2 separate regions of the Mus musculus genome follow, and region 1 is linked to region 2. A link is a contact called in public HiChIP or PLAC-seq data. All regions are on one chromosome and are shown on one strand. The core of a region is the stretch at or near the end of the contact, and the rest is flanking DNA. Distances in the headings are between cores, read along the strand shown. Region 1 holds the start of Yif1b (Yip1 interacting factor homolog B (S. cerevisiae)). Region 2 overlaps Ryr1 (ryanodine receptor 1, skeletal muscle).

Region 1 (6,751 bases), core at 2,184-4,683, 230 kb after region 2:
GCACCCAAGTGCACATACTCCCTACATACTCTCACACACACACACAGCTTAAAAAATGAAAATAATTTTTTTAAAAGCTCAGCCTAGCCAGGCAGTGGTGGCACACGCCTTTAATCCCAGCACTTGGGAGGCAGAGGCAGGTGAATTTCTGAGTTTGAGGCCAGCCTGGTCTACAGAGTAAGTAGACCAGAGAGAGCCAGAGCTACACAGAGAAACCCTATCTCAAACAAACAAACACTGGGTGGTGGTACCACACACCTTTAATCCCAATTCTGAAAAGGCAGAAGGTTCAAGGCCAGCATGGTCTACAGAGCTAGTTCCAAGACACCCAGAGCTACACAGAGAAACTATGTCTTGAAAAACCAAAGAACAACAACAACAACAACAAAAGTTGAGTCAGTACTACTGTACAGATTTTTTTTTCCAGTATCCATCTTTTCTTTTTTTCCATTTGTGCTGGTGGGATTTGAACTCATGGCCTCATGATGCAGCACAAACAACCAACAGAGGTGTAGCCCTAGCTTTCATGTCACTGTTTCCTAACCGATACAGAAATGTAAGGATTTACCTGGGCTGTATACCGAATGAGAGGTGAGTAATGTTGTGGAATGATATTCGGGGCTGAGTATAAAGCTCAGTAGTACACCTCTTGCTCGGCTCATGTGGAACCCTAAGTTTAATCTTCAGCACCTGTAAATGAAAACAGTATTATATGTAGACATATGTGTGTGTGTGTGTATGTAACATATATGTATACATAATGATTTAAAGTCTGTGGAAGGATTACACATGTTACATACAAATACAAGCCCAATTTATCCCTGACCTCTTTGTTGTTAGTTCTTTTGTTTTCTAAGACAGGGTTTCTCTGTGTAGCCTTAGCTATCATGAAACAGGATCTGTAGACTCAGAACTCTGCCTGCCTCTGCCTCCCCAGTGCTGGGAGTAAAGGCGTGCACCACCATTGCTATACCTATCCCGCCCTGCTTTTTTCCCCTAAATTAATTTTTATTTTTATTTCATGTGCATTGGTATTTTGCCTGCATGCATGTCTGTGTGAGGCCGTTGGAGCCTTTGGAACTGGAGTCATAGACAGTTATGAGCTGCCATGTGGGTGCTGGGAACTGAACCCAGGTCCTCTGGAAGAGTAGACAGTACTCTTAACTGCTCAGCCATCTATCCAGCCCCACCCCACCCCCACCCCCTTATTTGAGACAAGGTTTCTCTGTGTAGCCCTGGCTGTCATGGAACTTGCTCTGTAGACCAGGCTGGCCTCGAACTCAGAAATCTGCCTGCCTCTGCCTCCCGAGTGCTGGGACTAAAGGCACGTGCCACCACGCCTGGCTCTCTCTCTCTCTCTCTCTTTTTTTTTTTTTTTTTTTTTTGGAGATTATTTTAAGTAGTTCACTTGAACTCAGTATAAACCTAAGGATGGTCTTGAACTTCTGAACCTCCTGCTACCACATCCCGAGTGCTGGGATTGCAGGTGTGTGCCAACACACCTAGCTGCACTATTTATATAAAAGACATGCACATTTGAGGATTCTGCAATACGCAGGGATTCAACAGACACCTATATATAGACAGATGAATATATATATATATTTTTAATTTTTTTTTTCACACAAGAGGCCTACAGCAAGCCCAAAATGTCTGCCTTATTGATTTTTTAAAAAGGTCACAGATAGATGGATTTAGACAAGAAGAAGGCTGAGAATGAGAAGTGGAGGTAGTGCCTAGGAGTCAGACTCTAACACGAAGCAAAATGATGTGGATGTATCTCAGCAAAGGACTGCATCTGACACAGGTTTCCTCCCTAAGGAGCCATTGCAGAAGAGGAAAGGGAAGCCACAGGACAGGGTCATTTGCTGACCATCTCCTTCTGGAGTGCTATCACTTCCCAGAGGCATTTCCGACTTTTTTTTGTCTTTGATAAGCAGAAAAAAGGACAGAAGGGGCCAGCCATGGGTCGTGGTGGCACACACTGTAATCCCTGGATTTGGAAGGTAGAAGCAGGAAGATCAGGGTTCAAGGATGTCTTTACCTTAATGAGTTCGAAGTCAACCTAGACTGTGTAATGCCCTTTCTCAAATCAAAAGAGGTAGGGGCATACTAAGGAAGAGAAAAAGAGACACTGAGGGACACACAGGAGGAAGTTAGTTTTCAGGGTTCTATGCTCAAAGTTGTGCTTGTGTGCATTCAACTGTGAGGGCTGTATGCACCTCTGGTGGACAGAAAGCTTGAAGGAAAAGAGCCATGTGAGAACATTTTTATGAACTTCTGGGAAATTGCCTAAAGGTACCTTCGAAGAAAGTTACCAGTTCTTCTGAACTAATATGCTGAGGGCCTCTTTTTCAATCTTTTTTTTTTTTTTAAAGATTTTATTTATAGTAAGTACACTGTAGCTATCTTCAGACACACCAGAAGAGGGAGTCAGATCTTGTTACGGATGGTTGTGAGCCACCATGTGGTTGCTGGGATTTGAACTCTGGACCTTCGGAAGAGCAGTCAGGTGCTCTTACCCACTGAGCCATCTCACCAGCCCCAATCTTTTTTTTTTTTTTTTTTTGTAAGACTAGAGCTCACTATGTTCAAAGCCAGTACTCGTGACTTTTTTTTTTAAAGATTTATTTATTATGATACATAAGTACACTGTAGCTGACTTCAAACGCAGCAGAAGAGGGCGTCAGATCTCATTACAGTTGGTTGTGAGCCACCATGTGGTTGCTGGGATTTGAACTCAGGACCTTTGGAAGGACAGTCAGTGCTCTTACCCGCTGAGCCATCTCACCAGCCCACTCATGACTTTCTTTTTCAGCTTCCTCAGTATTGGGAATACAGAAGTGATCCACTAAGCTAAACTTTGTTTCTCAGCCTAAATGGGCCCTGGTGCCGCATTCCTTTAATCCTGAGCCAGACAGATCTCTGTGAGTTCCAGGCCAGCCTGGTCTACAGAGTGAGTTCCAAATCAGCTAAGGCTACACAGAGAAACCCTGTCTCGAAAAAAACCAACCAACCAACCAAATAAATAAATAAATAAATAATAAAAATGAGTGCTGCGTCTGTGTAAACGATAGATGAGCCGGCATAACTGCAATAATCCATCATTCTCCCCGCCTTTCACGCTTCTTCAGCCTCCCTGTGCTCTCAGTTAACTAAATCGAGTGCCTGCCTGTAAAGAACTACATTTTCCGTCGACTTCGGGCTCAACAATAGGAACGTTTCCTTCCTGCCTGAAGTCTTCTCCTCCTAGATCGCACCAAGCTCCGCCCTGCTGCCGCTAAGGTACGGCCTCTTCCCTTACGTCATTGGCCTCAGTTCCCGCCTCTTATGTAAGCCGACGCCCACTCAACCAGGCTGCACCCCCTCCAGAGGGTGTGGCTTTCTTGCGCTATCGTGAGACCTATTGGGTCTCTCGATACTACTGGGGCGTGGCTACGGGAACCGGGCGGGCCCATTCCAAACTGCGGCTGTGGCGTTCTCGGCCGTGGCATCTAAAGCATGCACGCGACAGGTTTGGCGGCGCCGGCGGGGACGCCCCGGCTGCGTAAGTGGCGTACGTGGCTGGCTGAGGAGATCGGGCGGGCGAGGGGTGTGGCGGGGCCGTCGCGGCGGTTGGCGAGGTCACTCCAGGTCGGACGGAGGTCACGAGATCCCGGACCTGGAGTTTCTAGGTGTGCACAGCCCAGGGATGCCAAGTCCGGGTAGGGGGCGCATCGCGGGTAGGTTCTTTAAAAAAAATTCCTTTAAAAGAAAGCAAGTTGGAGGAAAATGTAGTGCGGTGTTCAGAGAAACGCTACTTCCATTCATTTGCAGTCAGCGATTTGACCTCCTGTGCTACCCACCTTTCCGAGACTCTTCAGTGCTTAGGAACTGTCACCCACGCTCCACAGTACGGCCCCTGGGCACTCCCTGTGCGGACAGGGCCATATTTACATCCCATTTAAGAACACAACCAGTACTTATTGTCCTGCTAACCTCCTTTTTCCAGCTTCGTTAACCTCTTTTCCCAGATGTAAATTTGAATTCCTCTTGGTCTCTCAATATCTATGTCCTGTTTGTTTCATTTATTCATCTAACATAACTTGCTCCTGTGAACCCTGTGCCAGGCCCTGGGCTGGAATTTGGGTACACACTAGTAACCACCAAAGCCCTGGTCCTTGCTTTCTTACAGCTAGAGTTCAGGAGGAAGATAGACACTTTCCAAGGAAGGAAACTTGTCGGTCAACTAGAGTAGTAAGAACCAGTGTGTGTGGTGTGTGTGTGTGTGTGTGTGTGTGTGTGTGTGTAGTCCTGATTGTGACTAGGGTTTGAGGAGGCTCCATTTACCCCTTCACTCCTTAGTGTCTGGCCGGCCTGTGATATGTGACCAGCTAGCATTTATTCCTGTCATAAAGCTGCCAGTACAGAGCAATGGAACTGCTGTGATAGAAGCATGGGGGAGGGTTCATGGTGCACACCTGTAACCCTAGCACTTGGGAGTCGACTTTGAATGCCTGCCTGGGCAACATGTGTTTAAAGTAAACAGTGTGAGAAGTCAGGGGTGGATTCCCAGAGATGGCTCCAGTAAGGGCACTTGCCACCAAGCCTGACTACCTGAGATGGATCTATGGTGGACGGACACACACACACACACAAAGATGAGTTAGTTCCTTTTAATAGAGTGCTGGACAGATGATGTAGAGTGCACAGGCAGATAGGTTGGGGCTGGGATGGAGATGTGGAACTCAGTTGTTGACTGGAAGTATCCTTGAGTCCTTGAAGAGGGCATGCCTAATGATGAAAGACCTAAGGGATTCCTGGAGAGAAAGGCTGTGCCAACAAGATACACAATTGAGTTGATGCTGAGGAGGGAAATCAGGAGCCTGGCCATTATGAGAAGCGACAGTGAGGGAGAACATTTGAGCAGAGTCCCTAGTGTGGCGCAGCAGGCTCCTGGAGGAGGATGGTTCTAGGTTGATAGTACTGTGTGTTAAGGCAAGGGGTTTGTCTACGTTGGGACCTGAGAGACCTTGGGGCCAGGGGTGCTGACAGGGCTGAGGAGGTGTTAGAATTCGATTCTCAGCATGGTGGCCCTTGATCTTGGGCAGAGGATGAAAAGGGACCATGCAGGTGATGCACCTGGGGGGCACTTGGAATTCAGGCACTAGTAAGGCAAGGGCTAGAGGGTTATCCATGAGTTCAAAGCCAGCCTGGGTTACAGAGTGAGTCCCAGGACAGCAAGAGCTGCATAGTGAGGACTTGTTAACAAAACAAAAACAAGCTGGTCAGTGGTGACACACACCTTTAATCCCAGTACTCGGGAGGCAGAGGCAGGCGGATTTCTGAGTTCGAGGCCAGCCTGGTCTACAAAGTGAGTTCCAGGACAGCCAGGGCTACACAGAGAAACCCTGTCTCGAAAAACCAAAACCAAAAAGATAAATGTATCAGAGGATCACAGGGCCAAGATGGGTGGTACAAGCCTGAGATGCCAGCCGCTTGGGAGGGAGAGGCAGGATCTCCGGTTCTAAGCAGCTTCCTTCCCAGGTAGCTATGCCTGGCGAACTTAGTAAGACCCTAGTTTTGGTTTTTGGTTTGGTTTGGATGGTTGGTTTTTCTTTTGAGACAGGTTCCTACTGTGTAGCCCTGGCTGTCCTGGAGGTCACTATGTAGACCAGGTTGCTCTCGAACCTATAGAGATCTACCCACCTCTGTCTCCTTAATGTTGGGATCAAAGACATGCACCACCACACCCCAGCGAGACCCTGTCTGTAAAGTAAAAGGGCTGGAGATGCAGCTAAGTGTTAGAGTTTCTGCTTAATGTGCACAAGGCCCTGGTTTCCAGTGCTCAGTACTTAAAAAAATATCTCTGGCTACCCACTGGAGACTTCCTTCAATGGGGCTAAGAGTGGGGCCAGGCACCTGGTGTGGTGACGGCACACACCTAAGATGCTTGCACTCCAGAAAACCAAGAGTTTGAGGGCAGCCTGAGCTACATAGCAAAGCCCTGACTCAAGAGCCAGAAGGAAAAAGAAGAATAGGTGGGACACGTGAATCCAATAGGCAGTGGTGGGGACGAAAGGGAAGGTGAGGCACTGTGGGAGGCTGAGGGCTGGTTGGCTGGATGTCAGAGGGGAGCAGGTGGGCAGAAAGGTGAGGCCCAGAGGCAGCCTGGCTGTGAGCGTGCACTCTGTGCGAGGAGGGCAAGAGTGGACAATCAGGTCACCCATTTCTGAGAGCTGGAAAGGATCCAGCCCAGAGAGTGACTGGGAACGCAGGAGCATTGGTCATCTTATCTGCTGCTAGGTCTTCAGCAGACAGAGCCTTACTGACAGAAGCACCAGCCAGACATTTCTGGGTGAGGCGCGTGAGGTGAGTCGGTAGTTTTGTGGCGACTGAGGATTGGACGTTGGTACCGCCTGGGTTGAGGACCTAATAATGCTCATTGGAGTGGAACAAGCTGGGTTAGAGGGAGAGGCCTGTTGTTCTAGATACATGGAAGGCCGAGGCAGAAGGGTCTTGAGTTCAAGACCAACCTAGGCCAGCTACATAATGAGAGCCTGTTTCAAAAAAGGTGAGGGAGGGGCTGGAGAAATGACTTAGTGAAGCCAAATGCACCTTGCTCAAGTGGGAGGACCCGATCTGCACCCACGTAAATAGCCAAGCGTGGCAGTTCATGCTGTGACCCCAGCCCTTCGCAGGCCAAGACAGAATTCCAAGGCCTTGTCATCTGGCCTGAATAGCCAGATCAGCAAGCTACAGGTTCAGTGAG
Region 2 (7,474 bases), core at 3,458-5,957:
CGAATGACTTGGCCTCTGTCTTCTTCAGGCCGGTAGTGGTGGAGACAAGGCCCACGGATGACCCTACGGCCCCCAGCAACCTCTACATCCAGGAATGAGCCATTGAGAGGGCATGGGAAACGGATGCCTGCAGACTCCTAACAGACGCACTAGTGGTCATGACATGACCTTATCTCCCAATAAACTTGACTTTAGTCTTGTCATCTTGAAATTCTCGGAGGAGAGATTTTTGGGTGCCTACCCTGCCAGATTTAAATGACCAACACAATAATGGTGGGGGTGTAGCACAGGATTTATTGGTCTAGTTCAGGATCATCTGTCCCCAGCTGCCTGGGGAGGAGCTCGCAGTGGAGAAGGCACTTGAGGTGGGGGAGGGCCAGCTGCAGACCTCAGCTAAGCTGGTCCTCATACTGCTTGCGGAAACAGTCTCCAGCAGGGAAGAAATCCCAGCACCTTTCCTGGTACATCTTCCAGACATACGACTCCTAGGGTTGACAGGATAAGAGTCTCGTGGTCACATCTTCACACGCTTGATAATGGATTCTCTGCTGCCTGCTGATTCTCTTAAGACTAGTTTACTGAGTACACTAGGGTGTAACTAGACAACAGCCGGCTGGAGTGGCTTGAGCCATGTCCCCTACGCGTTCCTCGTTAGCACCTCTTACCTGACCAGTGTGCTCTGTCTCATCCTTATTTATCAAATACATCAGGAAAAACCTGAGGGACAGAGGACCACAGGAGGAAGGTAAGAACCACACTTGCATCGAGATTTAGTTTTATTTCCTGGTGTTGAAGATGAAACCCAGAGCCCAGTGCATGCTAGGCAGAAATTCTACCACTGAGCCACACCCCCAGCCCCTCACTGGAGGATTCTAGGCAGGGGCTCTACCATTTAGCCACGCCCCCAGCCCCTCACTGGGGGATTCTAGGCAGGGGCTCTACCACTGAGCCACGCCCCCAGCCCCTCACTGGAGGATTCTAGGCAGGGGCTCTACCACTGAGCCACGCCCCCAGCCCCTCACTGGAGGATTCTAGGCAGGGGCTCTACCACTGAGCCACGCCCCCAGCCCCTCACTGGGGGATTCTAGGCAGGGGCTCTACCACTGAGCCACGCCCCCAGCCCCTCACTGGGGGATTCTAGGCAGGGGCTCTACCACTGAGCCACGCCCCCATCCCCTCACTAGGGGATTTCACTTTTTCACAGAGCCACAGTGATGCTTGATTTCTGATTGTCTAAACCCTACCCACACGGACACCCACATCCTTTTCTGCAGCTGGCCCAGGCTCAGCGGTCCTGCCCTGGCTATCAACAGGCTCACTCCCACCCTCTGATCACCCATCACTTCCCACACTCACATGTAATTGGCTAGGTTGTGCTCTTCTAGAGTGTGGGTCTCAAACCCATGTGGGGTTGTGTCGAAGTAGTCACTGCCTATTCCACAGATGAAGCACTTGGTCTGAGGACAACGGAAGATGTCAGAGTCAAGGAAGGCTCGGTGACATCTAGTACCTCTGGGCCTTGCCTTGCTCCCATGCGTTTCCTAACCTCACCGCACTTCCCAAGCAGAATAGAAGCAGGTGTTTATTGAGTACTTCAAAGGAATGTGTGGCTTAATCTCCCTGGCAAGCTCTGAGGTTAGTACCAGTAATATCCCCAATTATTTGTCCCTATGTATCCCATAATTCCTTAGATTCACTCTTGGGCACAACGCACCTCCATGTCTTCCTTCACTTGCTCTTGTTGGTCTCGGAGCTCCCCAAAAGCATCAATAATCAGACCTGAGGTGGCAGGACATAGGTCAAGACCCAGGTTCACCGAGTACCTCTGGGCCGTGTTTCTTACTCTTATCACACTTCCCAAGAAGAGGAGAAGCAGGTGTTTACTGAGTACTTAGGATAGACACACACTTCAAAGCAATGCAGGGCTTAATCTTCCTGGCAGTCTCTGAGCTTAGTACCAGTAACACCCTAGTTATTTTTTCCCTATGTAGCTTCAGCTGGCCTGGAACAGAGACCAGGTTGGCCTCAAGCTTATGGTAGGTCTCTGGTACCTGGGATTTTTTTTTTGTTGTTGTTGCTGTTGTTTTGGGGGGGTTGTTTTTTGTTTGTTTGTTTTTCGAGACAGGGTTTCTCTGTGTAGCCCCAGCTGACCTGGAACTCACTCTGTAGACCAGGCTGGCCTCAAACTCAGAGAACCACTTGCCTCTGCCTCCTGAGTGCTGAAATTAAAGGCGTGCGCCACCACTGCCCAGCTGTGGTGCCTTGTTTCAACTCCTCCATTTTTCAGATGGAGAAACCAAAGCTCAGAGAGACCACCTGTCTCAGGTCTCACAGTAAGGAGGGGCTAAGCCAGGGAGCTAACCATCGAGCTAGCCAGCCTCTAGGGACTATGCACCCCTCCCCCCCACCCCCCAGCCAGCACTGACCCTGAATGATAGCCAGCAGAATGACGATAACGAAGAAGAAAAAGGTGATGTCGAAGACGACCCGGTAAAGTTCATATTCATCGCCGGCCGGGTCCTCGATCTCGTCCCCGATCCCTCCACCGGCCCGGACGCCCACATACATGTGGAACAGGTAGCACTGGGGAGAAGGGGCAGGCCGCCCAGTTAACAGCCACAGCACCTACCGGAAGCCTGGACTAGGTGGGCCTGGAGACAGAGCAGTGGCAGAGAACCCTGGGCCTTGCCTCTCACAGCTGGGTAGTGTCATGGCTGTCACAGGAAGGCATGGGCTCGCGATTGTTCAGATCATCATCTGACAGGATCTAGACTCAACTAGAAGACACACTTCTGGACACGTCCATGAGGAAGTTTCTAGATCGGGTTATTGAGACAGGAAGACCTAGCCTGAATGTGGCCCCAGTGTGGGTTTGGAGTCCCAGAATGAATTAAAAAAAAAAAAAAAGCAAGTTTCTAAAATAATGACTATGAGACTTAATTATTCATGAATAAATGCCTAGGCCATACACTTGGGCTTCTTCCCTGACTAGCTCATAACTTACTTAACACATTTATTCTATTCTGAGTACCACATGGCTAGCTACCTCTCCTTGGCTTCAGGTGTCTGTCTCCTCAGAGTTCCAGGAGAATCTCTTCCTGTGCCTGATGCTATCCCACAGTTCCTCTCTCCCTGCTGGAACTCCCACCTCCTACTTCCTGCCTCAGCTTGTAGGTCATTGGCTTTTGATTGACAGATGTTTCCACACAGTACACAAGAGATTCTCCCTACAAAGGCATTCTTCTCGAACGGCTTTCTGACTGGGGATTACAGTGACCAGCCACCTTGTGCTCTTGCCGCCACGGTGGACTGTATTCTCAAAGTAGGGTCAGAACAATCCCTCTTCCCAAGTTGCCTTTGCTGGTCACATTGGGTAGAAATGTGACTAATGCAAGGGTCGGAGCTGGAGGTGAACCCCAGTTGTATCCAGATGGGGTGCTCATCTGGTATGCATGAGGCCCTGGACATGATCCCCAGCATCACCTAAAACAGGATGGTGTCACATGGCTGGCATCTCAGGGAGAGGCTGGAGGATCACAAGTTCAAGGGCAACCTTGACTATGTTGAGAATTGGAAGGACCAGAAAGTTAGTGTGAGGTGACGGGGAGAGAGGGATCAGGGAGGAACACTGTCATTACTAGGAGCTGAAGAAAGTGCAAGAACTCTTACAAGCTCCAGGATGCATGCCTAGCCTCAGAGCTGAGACCAGAATGGCTTCATGCGGGAGGGGGAAGAGTCTCCAAGCTGGAACCCGAAGGAGGTGTTACCAGAATGGGTGATGGGTGATGGGAGAGAATGTTCCAGGTACTCAAAACCACATGGTACACCACCAATGGGGAAGAGAGGATTCGCTGGGAGAGGCCTGGGTGTGTATCAAGGCCCTGGGCTCCAACCTAATCACACATGGACCAAAGTTTATTTTATTTTATTTTGAGAGGTAGGAGACTAGATAGTTGGATCAGCTCCTCTACCAAAGGACCCAGGTTCAATTCCCAGACACACCATGTGGCCATGTGGTTGTAACTGTCTGTAACTCAGACATACATGTAAGCAAAAACCATATATGGAGAGAGAGAGAGAGAGAGAGAGAGAGAGAGAGAGAGAGAGAGAGAGAGAAACTGCTTTTTGCTTTCATGAGGAACTGAAATAAGTTTGGTGGGGCTGAAGAAAGAAGCTACTATGAACAAAGACAAGGAGGGAGATGAAGAAGTGACCGATTATGTTGATGCCCGGGCCCAAGTATTGGTAGGCAGCATTTAATTTGGAAAGTAAGATGTCAGGCGAAGGGGTGTGGCTGTTAGGCTTGGTACAGGGCAGAGAAAGGTCAATGCAGAAGAGCAGAAGTGGAAGGAAACATGTGGTCCTAGAGGAACTGAAAAAGGACCAGGAAGCCAAAAATTAGAAGCAATAAGGACTGTGGTTAGACTCAGGTAGGGCCAGATCTCTGATTTTTCGTTTTGTTGTGTCTTTTTTTGTTGGCAGGGGGTGAGGGGTTAGTTCTGAGCCAGGGTTTCTCTGTGTAGCCCTGGCTGTCCTGGAACTCAGAGATCCATCTGCCTTCCTCTGCCTTCCCAAGTGCTGAGATTAAAGATGTGGACCACCACCATCCCACATCTTCCTTTTGGGCCTTCCTGCGGTAGCTCTGGGAAGTCCCAGGTGGCCAGGCCAGAGGGAGTAGGCGAGTTGTTTGCTCTGAGTCATCCCACTCAGGGAGTACAGAAAGTTGCCTTTCCAACAGCAATGCCCACAGCTGCTGTGGATGATCCTGCGAGCCTCAGCTCCATGGCCCAGCTACAGCCATGCCACCAACGATCTGAAGGCACTTTTGTCTTGTTTTGAGATAAGGTCTTGCTGTGTAGCCCTGGCTGGTGAGGAACTCACAGAGATCCACGTGCCTCTGACACCCCAGTTCTGGGTTAAATGCATGAGCCACCACACCCACACCCAGCTTCTTTTTTTTTTTTCCTCTTCATTTTCTTAAGTAGTAATTGATGGGGGAAGGGCTCAGTCCATTGTGGATGGGGCCACTTCTGGGCTGGAGGTCCTGGGTTCTATGAGAGAGCAGGCTGAGAAAGCCACGAGGAGCAAGCCAGTAAGCAGCACCCTTCCATGGCCTCTGCATCAGCTCCTTCCTCCATGTTCCAGCCCTGCTTGAGTTGCGACCCTTACTGCTTTGGGGGATAAACTGTTGGATGGAACTGTGAAACAAACCTGTTCCTGCTTAAGCTGCTCTTGGCCAGTTGTTTCACCACAGCAACAGTAACTCTAATGAAGCTATTTAGTAACTTGCGAACGGGCATGGGGGAAGGGCTCACCGTCATCATGTCATCACACTTCATGTCAGGCTCGTCCTCATCTTCGCTCTTGTTGTAGAATTTGCGGAAGAAGTTGAAGGCCACCACTGTATACAAGTAGACCACTACGGCCAGGAGCCCTACGGTCATCACCAGCTGGGGACAGGTGAGCACTCGTCAGCTCTAGGTCCTTCTAGATAGGGCCCTCAATTCTCTGACCCTTTGGATTCTGGAGCCTCTTCCACGCTCCATTCTGCCCTCTCCCAGAATGCCCTAGGCCTGTTGTGGTGGTGCATGCCTTTAATCCCAACAGTCGGGAGGAAGAGGCAAGCAGATCTCTGAGTTCAAGGCCAGCCTGGTCTAAACAGTGAGTTCCAGAACACTCAGGGCTACATAGACTGGAGCGTCTGAAATAACCTCCCCACAACGCACAAGAACAAACCAAAGAATGTTCTAATCTTGGCTCAGACCTTTTCAGATTACCACGCCTCTCCCCTCTCGGGAAGCCCCTCCCCTCCCACCACTCTAAGACACCTCTTTACCCCCGCCCCTCAAAGATGACTCCGCCCTCACTTCCTTGTTCCCACAAACACAGCTATCATGCCCACTTCCCCAGTATCTCTTGATCACCACCCCTCTCCCTCTGCCACTCCCACACCTCCACGCAGGCCCCTGCCAGGTCCTCTCCACACCTGCTTTCCATTGTGAGTGACAGATGAAAGGATGGTGCGGAGCGTCTTGACTCCCATGGCGATGTCCAGGAGGTGGGCAGCAAAGAAGAAGTTATTGTAGTGCCCCAGGAGGGACATCACCATGTACCAGCCCAGATACAGGAAAGACTGAATATAAACGGGTCAGAGTCAGGAAACATGCGAAGATGCCTCAGAGCAAGGGCAGACGCAGTCTCTGCCTAGGGGAGTATCTATCTGCTCCAGAGCAGAAGAGGACCAGGGAGCAGATCAGCTACAGGAGACCCACAACAATGGGAAGGACGTTCCGAGGACAGGGGACACAGGCTTAGGAATCTTTCTGGGGTCAGGGAGTCCTGGGCACATTCCCACCCTAGGGGCTTTGCACGAGCTATTCCCTCATTCAGACTCCTTCCTTTCCTGGGGCAACCTTCTCCATCCATAGCCCCCCTTACGTTGTCTGTGAAGATGACTCCAAACTTCCAGATCTGGTATTTGACATCGATAGACATGATCCTGAGGGAACAGGAAGGGAGACAGCCAGATGCCTGGGCGTCAAGGCACTAGCCATGTCCCCTGGCCCATCTCCGGCATAGGTGTCCCCCTCACCATGTCAGCAGGCCCGGTGGAGGGTCAGGTTTGCGCTCATTGTGGGCTGTGATCTCCAGAGAGGCCAGATCCATGCCCAGCAGCTCCGCAATCCGCTCCCGCCCAAAGATGTCCCCGTGTTTGTCCAGAACCTGTAGGAGAGAGTGCCAGGCTGGAGTTGGGGAAGGGGACATTGCCTGTAGAGGGTTTCTAGGGTCACTCAACTTTACATGAGACATAGGGGGAGCATTTTTTTGGGAGGAAGGGCCTGATTTCTGCAGACAAGGAGGGAGGTCCAACATCTGGCAGATGCAATAGCCAAATTAATAGGGAAACCACTGTTTGGAGAGGCAGACAGAGGCTGTGTAACCGGGACCCCGTCCTCTAGAGCAGTTTGATGCACTCTGTTCACTTACACAGCCACACTGCCTCTTGGTCCCTCCGAGGGCCACTCCAGACCCCTCTAACAGAACAGCAACCTTTCCTGGCCAGCACACACACTTTCCCGCACTTCCACACTGATACCGATACAGTTTTTATTTTATTTTATTTTATTTTTTGAGCCTGGAATTCACTCTATAGACCAAGCTGGCCTCAAATTCATTGAGATCTGTTGGCATCTACCTTCCAAGTGCTGGGATAAAAGGCATAAAGCCGCACCCCCTGGCCATTTAGTTATTTTAACGGTTTATGTCTGTGTTGCTATGTGTGTGCAGTGCCCACAGAGGCTGTAAAAGGTCATCCCATACACTGGAGCTGCAGTTACAGGGTGGTTGTGAGCCACCATGTGGATGCTGAGAACTAAATCCAGGTCCGCTGACAGAGCAGTCAGTGCTCTTAATGGCTGAGCAATTACTGCAGCCTTTATTGCATTTCAAAGATCTGTTGCCAAGTTCTCATGTG

Evidence for each region. HiChIP or PLAC-seq counts read pairs in DNA pulled down with a chosen protein or histone mark.
Region 1: a contact with region 2 is called in an HNF4G HiChIP or PLAC-seq map of pancreatic cancer cells. The contact joins the promoter of Yif1b here to the enhancer-like site in region 2. A contact is called at or near these places in 1 of 39 promoter capture datasets (cranial neural crest), 5 of 115 datasets of contacts at active chromatin or transcription factors (bone marrow-derived macrophages, embryonic stem cells, extraembryonic endoderm stem cells and 1 more) and 2 of 9 other capture datasets (adipose tissue and pancreatic islet).

What each region holds. Positions count from the first base shown.
Region 1 is chr7:29,234,890-29,241,640 of GRCm38.p6, forward strand. It overlaps Yif1b (Yip1 interacting factor homolog B (S. cerevisiae)), which reads left to right and starts at 3,434. Exons shown (of 8, transcript NM_001110201.1): 1 at 3,434-3,547. The coding sequence starts at 3,502.
Region 2 is chr7:29,003,069-29,010,542 of GRCm38.p6, forward strand. It overlaps Ryr1 (ryanodine receptor 1, skeletal muscle), which reads right to left. Exons shown (of 106, transcript NM_009109.2): 98 at 6,593-6,723; 99 at 6,439-6,499; 100 at 5,987-6,133; 101 at 5,316-5,450; 102 at 2,427-2,583; 103 at 1,715-1,779; 104 at 1,357-1,457; 105 at 666-717; 106 at 272-485. The coding sequence ends at 390. It overlaps Map4k1 (mitogen-activated protein kinase kinase kinase kinase 1), which reads left to right. Exons shown (of 32, transcript NM_008279.2): 32 at 29-211. The coding sequence ends at 98. Among named protein-coding and RNA genes, the nearest start is that of Gm38979, 23 kb to the right of the region's middle. Within about 2 kb of position 4,708, at least 92 of the 459 cell types and tissues checked have an H3K27ac peak or open chromatin away from gene starts, as enhancers often do. A contact at or near this core is called in adipose tissue, bone marrow-derived macrophages and pancreatic cancer cells, where this site is marked.